Regions from separate parts of the Mus musculus genome. Here regions 1, 2 and 4 are each linked to region 3. Evidence: chromatin contacts called from public Hi-C data. All regions are on one chromosome and are shown on one strand. Each heading gives the region's core, a stretch centred on a gene start, on an enhancer-like site or on the middle of the called end of the contact. The rest is flanking DNA. Distances are from core to core; before and after follow the strand shown. Region 1 overlaps Macrod2 (mono-ADP ribosylhydrolase 2). Region 2 overlaps Macrod2 (mono-ADP ribosylhydrolase 2). Region 3 overlaps Macrod2 (mono-ADP ribosylhydrolase 2). Region 4 overlaps Macrod2 (mono-ADP ribosylhydrolase 2).

Evidence for each region. Hi-C and Micro-C count contacts between places; a contact is called where the count stands out from the background.
Region 1: a Hi-C map of cortical neurons shows a contact between it and region 3, with 2.5 times the contacts expected there. The contact joins two enhancer-like sites. A contact is called at or near these places in 2 of 484 Hi-C or Micro-C datasets (both in cortical neurons).
Region 2: a contact with region 3 is called in a Hi-C map of cerebellum, with 2.4 times the contacts expected there. The contact joins two enhancer-like sites. A contact is called at or near these places in 6 of 484 Hi-C or Micro-C datasets (cerebellar granule neurons, cerebellum, myocytes and 1 more).
Region 4: a contact with region 3 is called in a Hi-C map of forebrain, with 2.4 times the contacts expected there. The contact joins two enhancer-like sites. A contact is called at or near these places in 8 of 484 Hi-C or Micro-C datasets (cerebral cortex, cortical neurons, cranial neural crest and 4 more) and 1 of 115 datasets of contacts at active chromatin or transcription factors (neural progenitor cells).

Annotation. Positions count from the first base shown.
Region 1 is chr2:141,843,772-141,846,471 of GRCm38.p6, reverse strand. All of the region lies in intron 8 of Macrod2 (mono-ADP ribosylhydrolase 2), which reads right to left. Among named protein-coding and RNA genes, the nearest start is that of Gm25583, 200 kb to the right of the region's middle. Within about 2 kb of position 1,436, at least 16 of the 459 cell types and tissues checked have an H3K27ac peak or open chromatin away from gene starts, as enhancers often do. A contact at or near this core is called in cortical neurons, where this site is marked.
Region 2 is chr2:141,816,333-141,819,032 of GRCm38.p6, reverse strand. The region is part of intron 8 of Macrod2 (mono-ADP ribosylhydrolase 2); the gene reads right to left. Among named protein-coding and RNA genes, the nearest start is that of Gm25583, 180 kb to the right of the region's middle. Within about 2 kb of position 1,387, at least 7 of the 459 cell types and tissues checked have an H3K27ac peak or open chromatin away from gene starts, as enhancers often do. A contact at or near this core is called in cerebellar granule neurons and cerebellum, where this site is marked.
Region 3 is chr2:142,252,977-142,255,676 of GRCm38.p6, reverse strand. All of the region lies in intron 11 of Macrod2 (mono-ADP ribosylhydrolase 2), which reads right to left. Among named protein-coding and RNA genes, the nearest start is that of Gm25583, 610 kb to the right of the region's middle. Within about 2 kb of position 1,261, at least 20 of the 459 cell types and tissues checked have an H3K27ac peak or open chromatin away from gene starts, as enhancers often do. A contact at or near this core is called in cerebellar granule neurons, cerebellum, cortical neurons and 1 more, where this site is marked.
Region 4 is chr2:141,875,242-141,877,941 of GRCm38.p6, reverse strand. The region is part of intron 8 of Macrod2 (mono-ADP ribosylhydrolase 2); the gene reads right to left. Among named protein-coding and RNA genes, the nearest start is that of Gm25583, 240 kb to the right of the region's middle. Within about 2 kb of position 1,286, at least 24 of the 459 cell types and tissues checked have an H3K27ac peak or open chromatin away from gene starts, as enhancers often do. A contact at or near this core is called in cortical neurons and forebrain, where this site is marked.

The DNA.
Region 1 (2,700 bases), core at 187-2,686, 410 kb after region 3:
AATAAAATAATTAAAGAGCATATTTAACTGTATACCCAAAAGCAAGAACTTTAAATACACACATACACACATATGTACACACACCTAATGTGCACATGTAACAAACATAAAAGAATGCTACTAATCATGTACTTTAAGAACAATTCTATAGTACTCTGTATATTATCATGTATAATCTGGTTTCTCAAGCTCAGCTCTATTGGATTTTTAGGAGCATCTTATCTTTTGTGTTCTGTGTGATGTGAAAAGCATGATATCGCATGTGCACATGTATATATGTGTGTGTGTGTGTGTATATATATATATATATATATGGCATTTTTATTAGATATTTTCTTCATTTACATTTCAAATGCTATCCCCAAAGCCCCTTATGCCCTCCCCCCACCCAGCTCCTCAACCCACCCAGTCCTGCTTCCTGGTCCTGGCATTCCCCTGTACTGGGGCATATGATCTTTGCAATATCAAGGGCCTCTCCTCCCATTGATGGCCAACTAGGCCACCCTCTGCTACATATGCAACTAGAGACACAGCTCTGGGGGTTACTGGTTATTTCATATTGTTGTTCCTCCTATAGCGTTGCAGACCCCTTTAGCTCCTCGGGTACTTTCTCTAGCTCTTTCATTCGGGGCCCTGTGTTCCATCCAATAGATGGCTGTGAGCATCCACTTCTGTATTTGCCAGGACCCAGATTCTAGCTCCTTCTTAGTCTCTGGCTTCAATGGCCTCTGCTGACCTGCACCAAACTGTATGAACTCACAAACTCAACTCCATTACACCGGACTCATTGCACTGACTCCTGAGTGACTCAAAAAACTCAAGGGATCTGACTGAACCGACTCTACTGGTGCTGCTCTTAAATAGCTTCTCTTCCCCGCTTTCCTGGTGCCAGTCTCATGAAAAGTGGGCGTATCCTATCACTGATGCACTCTGTCAAATCTTTCTGATTTGTGGCTTTGCTGATGAAATTCAGAAATCTTAATGGTCACAGACCATCTTTGTGGGCTCACAGGGGAGATGATATAGAGAGGAATCTGGAAAGGGTTTGATGTGTGGTGGTGGTGAGAACAGATTTTCTTGGCTATTAAATAGTGAATGCACAAACCTCTCATTTTATTTTTAACTCATTTTCTCCATCAAGCCTCAACACTGATGCTTTGTAAAGCTGTAGGAGATGAAATTCCCTTTCAGAGAATTTATTTCCTACAATTGCATTACATTACTGAGCAGAACAGATAGTTGAATCCCATTAACTAAGCTCTGCCAATATTATTGTAGAAAAATGAGTGAGGAGCCATTTACTTGAATTATTCTCATTCACACTTAAGACACGTGGAAACCCAAACACTTAGAAATATTTACGGATGTCTAGTAGGTTCCTTTCATTTTTCTCTGGGAAACACAGGCAATTTTGCTGGTACAGTCCTTCACAGCTTGAAGCTGCAAGCTCAGAGGGGGTGGCAGGCAGAAGCTGAGAGAGTGAGCTTGCTTCCCTCTTGCTTAAAGTTTTTATTTAACATAATGCTTTGGCATTCTCCCATCACAACTGTTACCAAACGGTCATATCTCTCTGAGTTCTGATGTGTAGTAACAGACTTGCTTGCAAAATTGTGAAGCAAACCGGATGCCTGAACTGCAGCTATGAAAGGCTGATTGCTTTGAAATTATATATCTTCCCCTGATTAAATGGTGAGGGACTCTTATTTGCTACCTGGGATGTCACTTCACAGGGAAGCATAGAGTATTTCCCTTCGGAATCCAGATACCTGGACAGAAGAGGTAACTTAGTGGGACAGAATATCCCTAGCATGCATGAGGTCTTAACATTCTCTTCCCAGTATATCCAAAAATAAAACAATAAAAAGCCAATTCTGCCAAGCACAATTGCCATGCCAACTACCAGCTGGCAGAGCTTCTGTATTTCCAATGTGGTTCACTGATTTCTGAATATGCATTTATTTCTTTCCTGACCAAATAATGTTGGTAATACAGTTTTTACACCTTAATATAGCATTGATCTTAAGAATCAACACACCTCTTCGTAGGGAAATAATCAAAGCAGAACTTTTGCTGTTGCATAAAAACATATAGTCAGTCTTGGTTCTCTGCTCTGCCTCCTTCCTCTCTCCAGCTACACTGCAACTTAGGTTTTGAGAGGATTTGCTTCTGTTTCTTTGTTTGTTTGTTTGTTCGTTTGTTTGCACTGGGTAATAGAACTTAGGGACAGAACCTTGTACTCAACAGGCAAGCACTCTACTATTGGGCTACAGTCCCACATTCAGTAGTATGCATACACATACACAAACATACACACAGACGGGGTCTAGATATGCATATATATACAACAGATAGATTATAATATATAGATGATATAAGAGGAGCTGAGGAGATATAGATGGATTTAGATGATAGAGATAGGCAGAGACCATAGAATGATCACAGTATATGACCCCAGCATCTGATGACCCCGATAATAAAATATCACTAGAGATTGAAGAGACAGGTAAGTTGGTACAATGTTTGCTATGTATGCATGAGAACCTGAGTTAATGAAATTATCACCTACAGAAAAAGGCAGACTTGGTGGAGTCTGGTTGTCACTCCAGTGTTGGAGAGGAAAAAATATGGAACTGTTTGGAGCTTGATGATGTTTGAAACTTGCTTTTGTTGAAAAAAAGAAAAGATTTTCTGTTTTTAAAT
Region 2 (2,700 bases), core at 138-2,637, 440 kb after region 3:
CATGTACATCATACATAAGGGTGGACTTTAACAAAGGCTGATAATGGGTTATATGAATACAATACTTTGGGGTCTTGCCAAAGACCCTATCCAAGACAGGTCTTTTCTCTCCTCTTGAGAAAAAACTAACAATGAGGCTGAAGAAGCTTTTCCTCATGAAGTAAGAAGAGTGGGACAGAGCATATGGATAGCCTTACCTCCATGTCTCAGAGTTTTTGATTGACATACCTGGAGGCATGGTGGCTAACTGGCAGTGGGCTTGCTAAATTACATTATCCTAAGACATATGGGTCTTCAGGAACAAATAAGTATGGAGCACAAAACCAACCTAAAGACTAGAGTGCCCATTGCACAGATGGTGAGGTAGTGTGAGGGAGGGCATACCATCTATTTGGTTAGCTCTTGCACAGAGCAAGATATGTTAGCCCCAAATTTTGGAACATCTTGCCAAGAGATAGAAGATTCCTTAAGGCTTGGCTTTACCTCTAAAAGTAGGATTAAGAATAATAAGACAAAAGGACAAGACTGGCTTCTGACAAGCAATCTAGTACTTCTCACAATTTCAGCACAGATATTCTAAGAGTAGGAAACATTTTGTGAGATAGAAAAAAAAGAAGAAATGAAAGGAGGAAAAGAGGGAGGGAGGGAAGAATGGGGAATCCTATAATGCACAAATCATCAGAGTTATTCTTGAGTAAATGCAGCATAGCATGTCCGAAAGCCTGTGAATCAATTTCTTCAGTTATGTCACAGCTGATGAGCATCATGGCTTCCACCTACAGATCCTCTTGAACAAGTCCAAAGATACTATTTTAGAGGAGCATATGAGGTTGCTGATTCTTATTAGCATAACTCCATTCTTGCACAGGATATGAAGATGGGACTTTGTGTTCCAAACACTGATTCTAACCTTAGATACCCCCTCAAAACTATGGCTGCCATTGATACTAAAATGAAGTCATTGCCAGAAGGGAATTCTGAGGATGTCACATGCTCCTTCGAGGCCTCTGTCTACTGGCCATATGCCATGTTACAGAGAGCTGAAGGAAAGCACACTGTGTTCCTTGTAAACAACCATCTCCAGGGGCTGGGTGCATAGAATGAGAGATATAATTTTCAATCATCAATTTAAGCATCATTTCACGTTTCATTTAAGCCCCACCTTTAAGAGCCACAATGATCCTAAGGCATTTCATGTGAGTAACATAAGGCAGTTCTTACACTCTTCCTTTCCTTCCCTCCTGCCCCCCCCCATGTGATTCCAAAACAAAAGTGACAAATAATTTTTAACACTGCATATGTTCAAAGACCTCTGCCAAGAAGGGGAAAAAATAACCTTGGCACCAGAAGCTAAAGTGTCACCATTCCTTTGTGATCTGTAGTGTGGAAACTGTGTCCTTTGCCTTGTCAAATTAGCATGAGAATTGCATGCGTAGTGGCAGTGTTCAGGGGAATGATGGGAAATTTCTTCAGTCGACTTCTAATTCTGTTTCCGAAGGTGAAGAAACCTATTCAACTCTTCAATAAACCCTGGTTTAGTATTTGAATGGTGGCACAGGGAAGTGGCAGAGCCCACTATTTTCCATGTAATAAGAACCAATATCTTGGGGCTGGGAGATGACTTAGTGAGTTTGCCTTTACTGTATAATCATGAGAACCTAGATTTGGAATCTCAGTAGTCAAATATTAAAGCAGGTATTGCTGCACATGCCCATAACTCCAGTGCCAGCCATGACTGGGACAGAAGTAGGAGAGTTACTAGTGTTTGCTGACCAGGCAGCATACCCAGCAAATCCCAGGTAGACAGTGACTGAAGAGGACACTTGATGTTCCCCTCTGGCTTGCATACTCCTTAAACATGCTTATCACACACACACACACACACACACACACAGAGAGAGAGAGAGAGAGAGAGAGAGAGAGAGAGAGAGAGAGAGAGAGAGAGAGAGAGACGCCACAATATAGGTAACATCAGATAAGGTCTAAAACCTTAGATAGAAAATGAGAGCTAGAGCCAGATATGCCCCAGGCTGATACTCTGCCTCTATAGAGTATCATAGCTCATCAAGCCACATCTGTAGGTATGCTACTTAAAGTGACAAAGAGGAAAATCACAGGTGTTGCACTTCTCTCACAAGGCACAGAGTAAACAATTGAAATGACATAGAGATGGTACTTAACATTTTCAATAACAATCTGTTTGTGTAAGATACATAGTTAAAAAATACTTGTCTGGCAGAGCCTCCAAAATGTGTACGTGATGCAACAAAGCTTCTACCTTCCTTCAGCACAGAGGAAAACCAACTTCGAGTTTGAAAAGACAGAGTGGAGTGTCTTCTGTGTCATTCAGCTTCAGCTTCAGCTTCAGCTTCAAGGTACCCACTAAGTAAAGCAAAGGATTCCTCCAGTGACTCCTTCAGTCCAGAATAGGGTCTTGGTTTGCAGGGGGAGAGGTAGCATTATGAGGAAGAACATCAAAAGAAATCTCCATGGAGTAGTTAAAGAAAGGTTCCACACCCCACAGTCTGCATATATGAACAGATGGTTGGCCTCAGGTGAAGCACGGCTTCCTAGCCAGAAGATTGCACACGACCATGGCTTTAACAAGAGCTTTCTAGACTGCTAAGCATTTGCCTCTCTGCTGCTTTATAGTTGATGGAGGTTCAGTTTCCCTCTCCACTGTGCAATTGAGACCTGATT
Region 3 (2,700 bases), core at 12-2,511:
ATATGTCTTGTTACTTGTTTGACCAAGGGGTTAAGGTAGAAATGATGTCTTGAGCCTTCTGAGCTGCCTCAGAGTGACAGTTCTTGCTTTCTCCTTTGGGAAAGGGAGCCATAACTGCAATGCAGTTCAGACTAGACTACCCTGGACAGAGAGGGCCATGGGACCAAGCTGTGAGGAAGCAAGACCCATTAGGGAGACAGTGTTGCATCTTCTAGTCCATCCCAGCTGCTTGTAGGATGCAGAGTTGCCACCTTAGCCAATGTCCCAGAGCAGAAAGACTGCCGTGCCCTCTCCATCCCTGGCCCACAAGTAGGCCTAAGTTACCAACACTTATGATCTTACTGTGTTTTCAGTGCCACCCCTTGGTGCTGCTCATTCTTTTCTGGTTTGGTTTGATTTGAGCTTTGAGACAGGGTTTCACTCTGTGTCCAGTCTGGCCTTGACCTTGCAGTTTTCACGATTGTATCTCCTGAGTGCTGGGAAGGTAGGCATGGGCTGTTTTGCTACCTGTTCTTCATGCAAAAGCAGACGTATGAGAATCCTCCCCGAGGGCGGGGAGGGGGGCTTGACTAGCAGAGATAAAACAACAACCCTAGAACTTGGAGAGACCCATTACCAAGATACTCTGAAAGCAATCCACCGGACAGCATCCACTGTGAACAAGACTGCAGTCAATTAATACCTGAGTATGTACAGGATCTACTCCGTTTGTTCAGCTTGCGGAGAACAGAGCAATTTTGAATATGAGAAGCTAGGGACTTCTCGGTGTGTCTTTAAATCCACTGCAGTAAGTGACATATTTAACAGCACCACACAGCACCTGCTGTTGAGAATCTTCATGAGGATGACAGCACTGATTTTTGTTCTTGGGAGGAAATAGCCATCACGGTTGTTCTTGTTCCCTTAATAAGGCCAAGCTGGTTCGAGAACACGTGCCAAAAATTTAGCCAATTATTTCTTCCCTTCCTCCCTACCAAATGGACTGAACAAGCAGGAGAAGATCTGCCAGCTTTCCTCGAACAGACAGACTTCATAATGTAGATTTCACAAAAGGTCTGAAGTCTGTAGGTGACAGGCTGCCTTTAAAATTAGTCTGGTTCCTATGTCCCTTCTAGTGTGACTACGACAGAGACAGAGAGGATCCTTAACTGGAGAATACAGTCAGAGAAGGAAACAAGTCTTAGGAATGTAAGGAACTGTTTCTGGCAGTTAAAAAGAAATTCACATTCAGATGCCCAGATGCAGTGCTCTTATACAGGGGTTTACTCAGCAGCTCACCCAGGATTTCCTCTGCCTTCCCATGCAGGTCATAGATCTCCCTAACAAACATCCCAGGGGCACGTTTTTCTTCCCTATTTTGAGTTTCAGCTGTAATTTTCTACGTGAGTATTTCTGCTCTTGGGAAGCCAGCTTAGGAATCACTTCGCATGTTTATCTTGGAAGAAAGGTATTCTAGAAGTAGGCTGGGTTTGCCACTTGAGTAGCATGCCCTCAGCTGTAAAGGTACGTTTTCAATTTCAGAGACAATTCACGCTCAAATCCAGCAGGGGGCGCCAATGCAGAAGACTTGCTCTCAAAGCCCACCGTGCACTCTTGGGCAATTAGATTAGCATGCATTTCACTGTCTTTTAGAAGGACATTCTGGCTGCGTTCTATCTTTCCATCCATTTTAAATGCTTCCACCGAGTGAGTTCTTACTGAAAAAGTGGGCCTCTGCCGGTGTATGCGTGGGGTGGAGGTGGAGGGAGAGGAAGACACCACACGGACTCTCATTACCCGGTTACCAATAAGTGTTTGGTAAGGAGCAGCTCAATCTGTCTATCTTCACAGGAAACATATAAAGAATAAAAAGTTAAGTGGGGTAGGGCATATAAACTTGTGGTTTCTAGAAGGGACTTTAAAAGGGTTACAATAAATGTGAAGCAATACCTACCTACAGGGAAGCACTGGGCTATTTTGTTAGCTGAAAAATAAATGTCCCACAGAAGCTAGAGTTTCCCAGCTACTGCACATGTAGGAACATCTATCCACTTGTGATAATACACTTCCATGGCTTTTGTGTAGTGTGTGATGTGGCGTTTTATTTTCCCACCCTAAAAAGCAGAATAACCAGCAAGAATTTTTCTGTTGTCTCCTTCCCGGTGTTTTTAGTATTATTTCTGACCATCTATCTTTTAAACCATATTTATTAAGCATGTGCTATTTGCAAGAACACATTCCATGAAGTTTACATGAATAATATGAGAGTTTTTGCCTGCAGAATAAATTCATTCTCAAAGAAGGGATCTGTCACCGCTGGGCTGTGACAGGAATTCTGTGCGTGTTTAATTCTCTATTGAGAGAGATGGCAAGGCGGAATCCCAGCATTATGGCCTGAAGGTGTTATCTTGATATTTTTACTTCTTTCCACAGCTATGCATAGAAACGGAAATAGGGAAGGGAAATCAATCAGGGTAAGTCCCTGGCTACTGCTGGGCCAGCGGGCTGACGTGTACTGATCGCTGGCACGCTGTTACCTTTTCTTACTCTGGTCTCCGGAATTTTAGACACAAGCAAATCAGTTCAGATACAGCAGTTCACAGATTAAATTCTTGGTCTACGGTATAACTGTTTGTCAGTGTCCTCCGTCGGAGAGTAGGAAGCTCACGTCCCTGACGTTGGACTTAGCTGCTTGACCTGGACAATTAAAGACAAGTGGAT
Region 4 (2,700 bases), core at 37-2,536, 380 kb after region 3:
ATAAAGACATCAGAAAAGTTGCTGTTTCCTGAAATATTTAGAAATGTATGCTTAGAAAAGATGGCAATGAACTCCAACAACCCTGTAGCATGCATGATACCTTTCATTAGGAATTTCCTTTCTGACATGCATCTACAATGTGATATTTTAGAATCTCTCTGCTTAGATATAGTTAAAGGACATTAGGGGATCTGGAAAGCTTATATGCTGCTAATCATAGCTGCTGGCTAGAAATGTGGTGGGAAATAGTCCTTTTTTCATAGTCATTAACTCTGCGTTCACACATGGGTTTCATTTCCATATCACATGCTTCTATGAAGGCTCCTGACTCCAAAAGGGGTCAGGATCTCAGCTGTGGGCTCTCAACATCTCTTGCAATCGCATCAAGACAGGCAAAGCTAGAAATAAACCAACCAACCAACCAACCAAACAAACAAACAAACAAACACCACCCCAAAACAGAAGAAAGAAAAACCAAACCAACCAAACAAAAACCCCTGTGCATTATGAGGCTGGGGTTGGGCCATTAGGCATTAGTCATACAGAAATGTAAAAATGTCACTATAGACACTTTGTAGGTTGACTGTCTATACTTCAGAATACAATTTCTATGTTTATAATTTCATTAGGACCATCTTGTCTCCAATGGTAAGAGAGAAATAGATTCTGGAAATAAAGGAAGCTTGACTTGATGCTGAGTCACCCCAGCAGCACAGAACACTGAGCCAGGAAAAATATATGTGCCACTGTTGGGACCAGCTAAAGAGTTGCCTCTTATTCCACACAGTATTCAAACAGTGATGCAGCAGTGTGGTGAAAACAGTGGAGGGCTCTGTTCTGATTTTAATTCCCCAGGCTCATGTGGCTATAGAGAAAGAGCAAAGGCTTACAACATAGTGCGGCTTATCTAATGAAGCTTTCCTGATAAATAACTCAGCATAAAATAACCGTAGGCACAGTGTTTTCTAAAGTTCCACCCAAGCCTCTCTATTCCTTACATTTCACCTCTCTTCATTTTAGAGAAAGGTTTTATTTTCACAAACAATAAAGATGACACCCTACTAAGGACAGATAAAGTACTCAAATGATGTTGCCTGACAAGGAAAGGTCACCAGTGAATTTAGTCTTCAGGCACCAAGTAAAATCGAGGATGTCTGAACACAGTCCAATCAAAGAGCCCAAATGGGAGGCTCAGCTCTGAAGTGGGAGGAAGTGATAACCTCACAGACTGTCAGCAAAATTCCAAAGCTGAGCAAATCCACCGATTCTGGAGGAAAGCCCGCTCTCTTTATCTTTCTGGTTCACTTTGCACATGCTGTTGGGAAGTGTTGAAGTCGACTGCATAATTCATGCTCACTGCAGTCTAAAGCATAATGAGAGTTCGTCCAATTTGCCAACACTTTGAAGAAGAAGGGTGTTCAGACAATAGCAACCACGGTGCTATAAATGGACCCTGATGAGGGCAGGAAGTCAGCCTTCTCTTAAGTCACTCCCTGGCTCAGTAAAGAAGTCTGACCTCTGCTGTTCTCGACAGTGCTGAAAGCATTAGCATCTTCAACACTGTATCCTCTTCTAGATTCCTAAAATATCCCCTGCTTTTCGGCATGCAATTTAAGCAAGAAATACTTGCAGCCTTTTAGATCAGGCCATCTGGGAGTTAGGTGGCTTTGATCGTCTGGTTTAGTCCTTGCCCTTTGCCCAATCCATTGCCCCTCTCTTTAAGACGTAAACCAGACTCATTTGGGAGCAAAATTATGTGTCCAAGATTGGAAAACAGAAAAAAGATGTGTCCAGAAAAAAAATGCCAGATTTGACTAATTTTTAGGTCATGCTTTAATGATCAGGCGAACAGATTCAGGCATGAATGTCACATCTGTTCCTTGAAGATGAATGATCAATTCAGTCATATTCAGTGTAGAAGAATTGTTTGAACCTTATGAAGAAATGTTTCATTTCTTCCCTAATTTTTTCAGATGGAAGATTGGCCTGAAGGGGAGGATGGTTACATAACTAATACTAGTTACTTCAGCCATTAACATGTGGAACTAGAGGCAAACTTGGATTTCCTATGCCTCTGCCCTAACATTCTGCAGGCTGTCCACCCACCAGGAACAGGAAAACAGGAACAAAATGGAATAAAAGTCTTTTTTTCTTAAATTTTATTTTTATAAATGTATATGTATGTATGCATGTACTTTGGTGTGGACACATGTATGTGTGTATACATGTGTGTGCATATGCCCATGTGCACACATGTGCATATGTATGTGTGCAGGCCACAAAAGGATGTTAGATCCCCTAGAGGTGGAGTTACAGGCAGTTGTGAGCAACCTATCTATGGATACTGGTATACTGGAAACCAAATTTGGGTCCTCTGAAAGAACAGTAAATGTTCTTGACTGCTAATCCACCTATACATTAACCCCTCAATGGACTTCTTTATAATAGCAAAAATATCTACATGCTGATTTAATTTATTTTGTGACCAATATCTTAGTGTTTAAGGCAGAAAGTAACTTGCATTATAGTCATGATGTCTTGGTTGTAATTCATTAAATAAAATCTTAACGTGTGAAGTGGAAAAATTATGGTGAACCTACAAAGAATAAGCCAGGAATAAAACGAAGCAAGCTAAGACTTTGGGATTAATGCATCCATTTCCCGGGAAGACAACTGGAAAATGGAAGTTTGAGGCAAGCA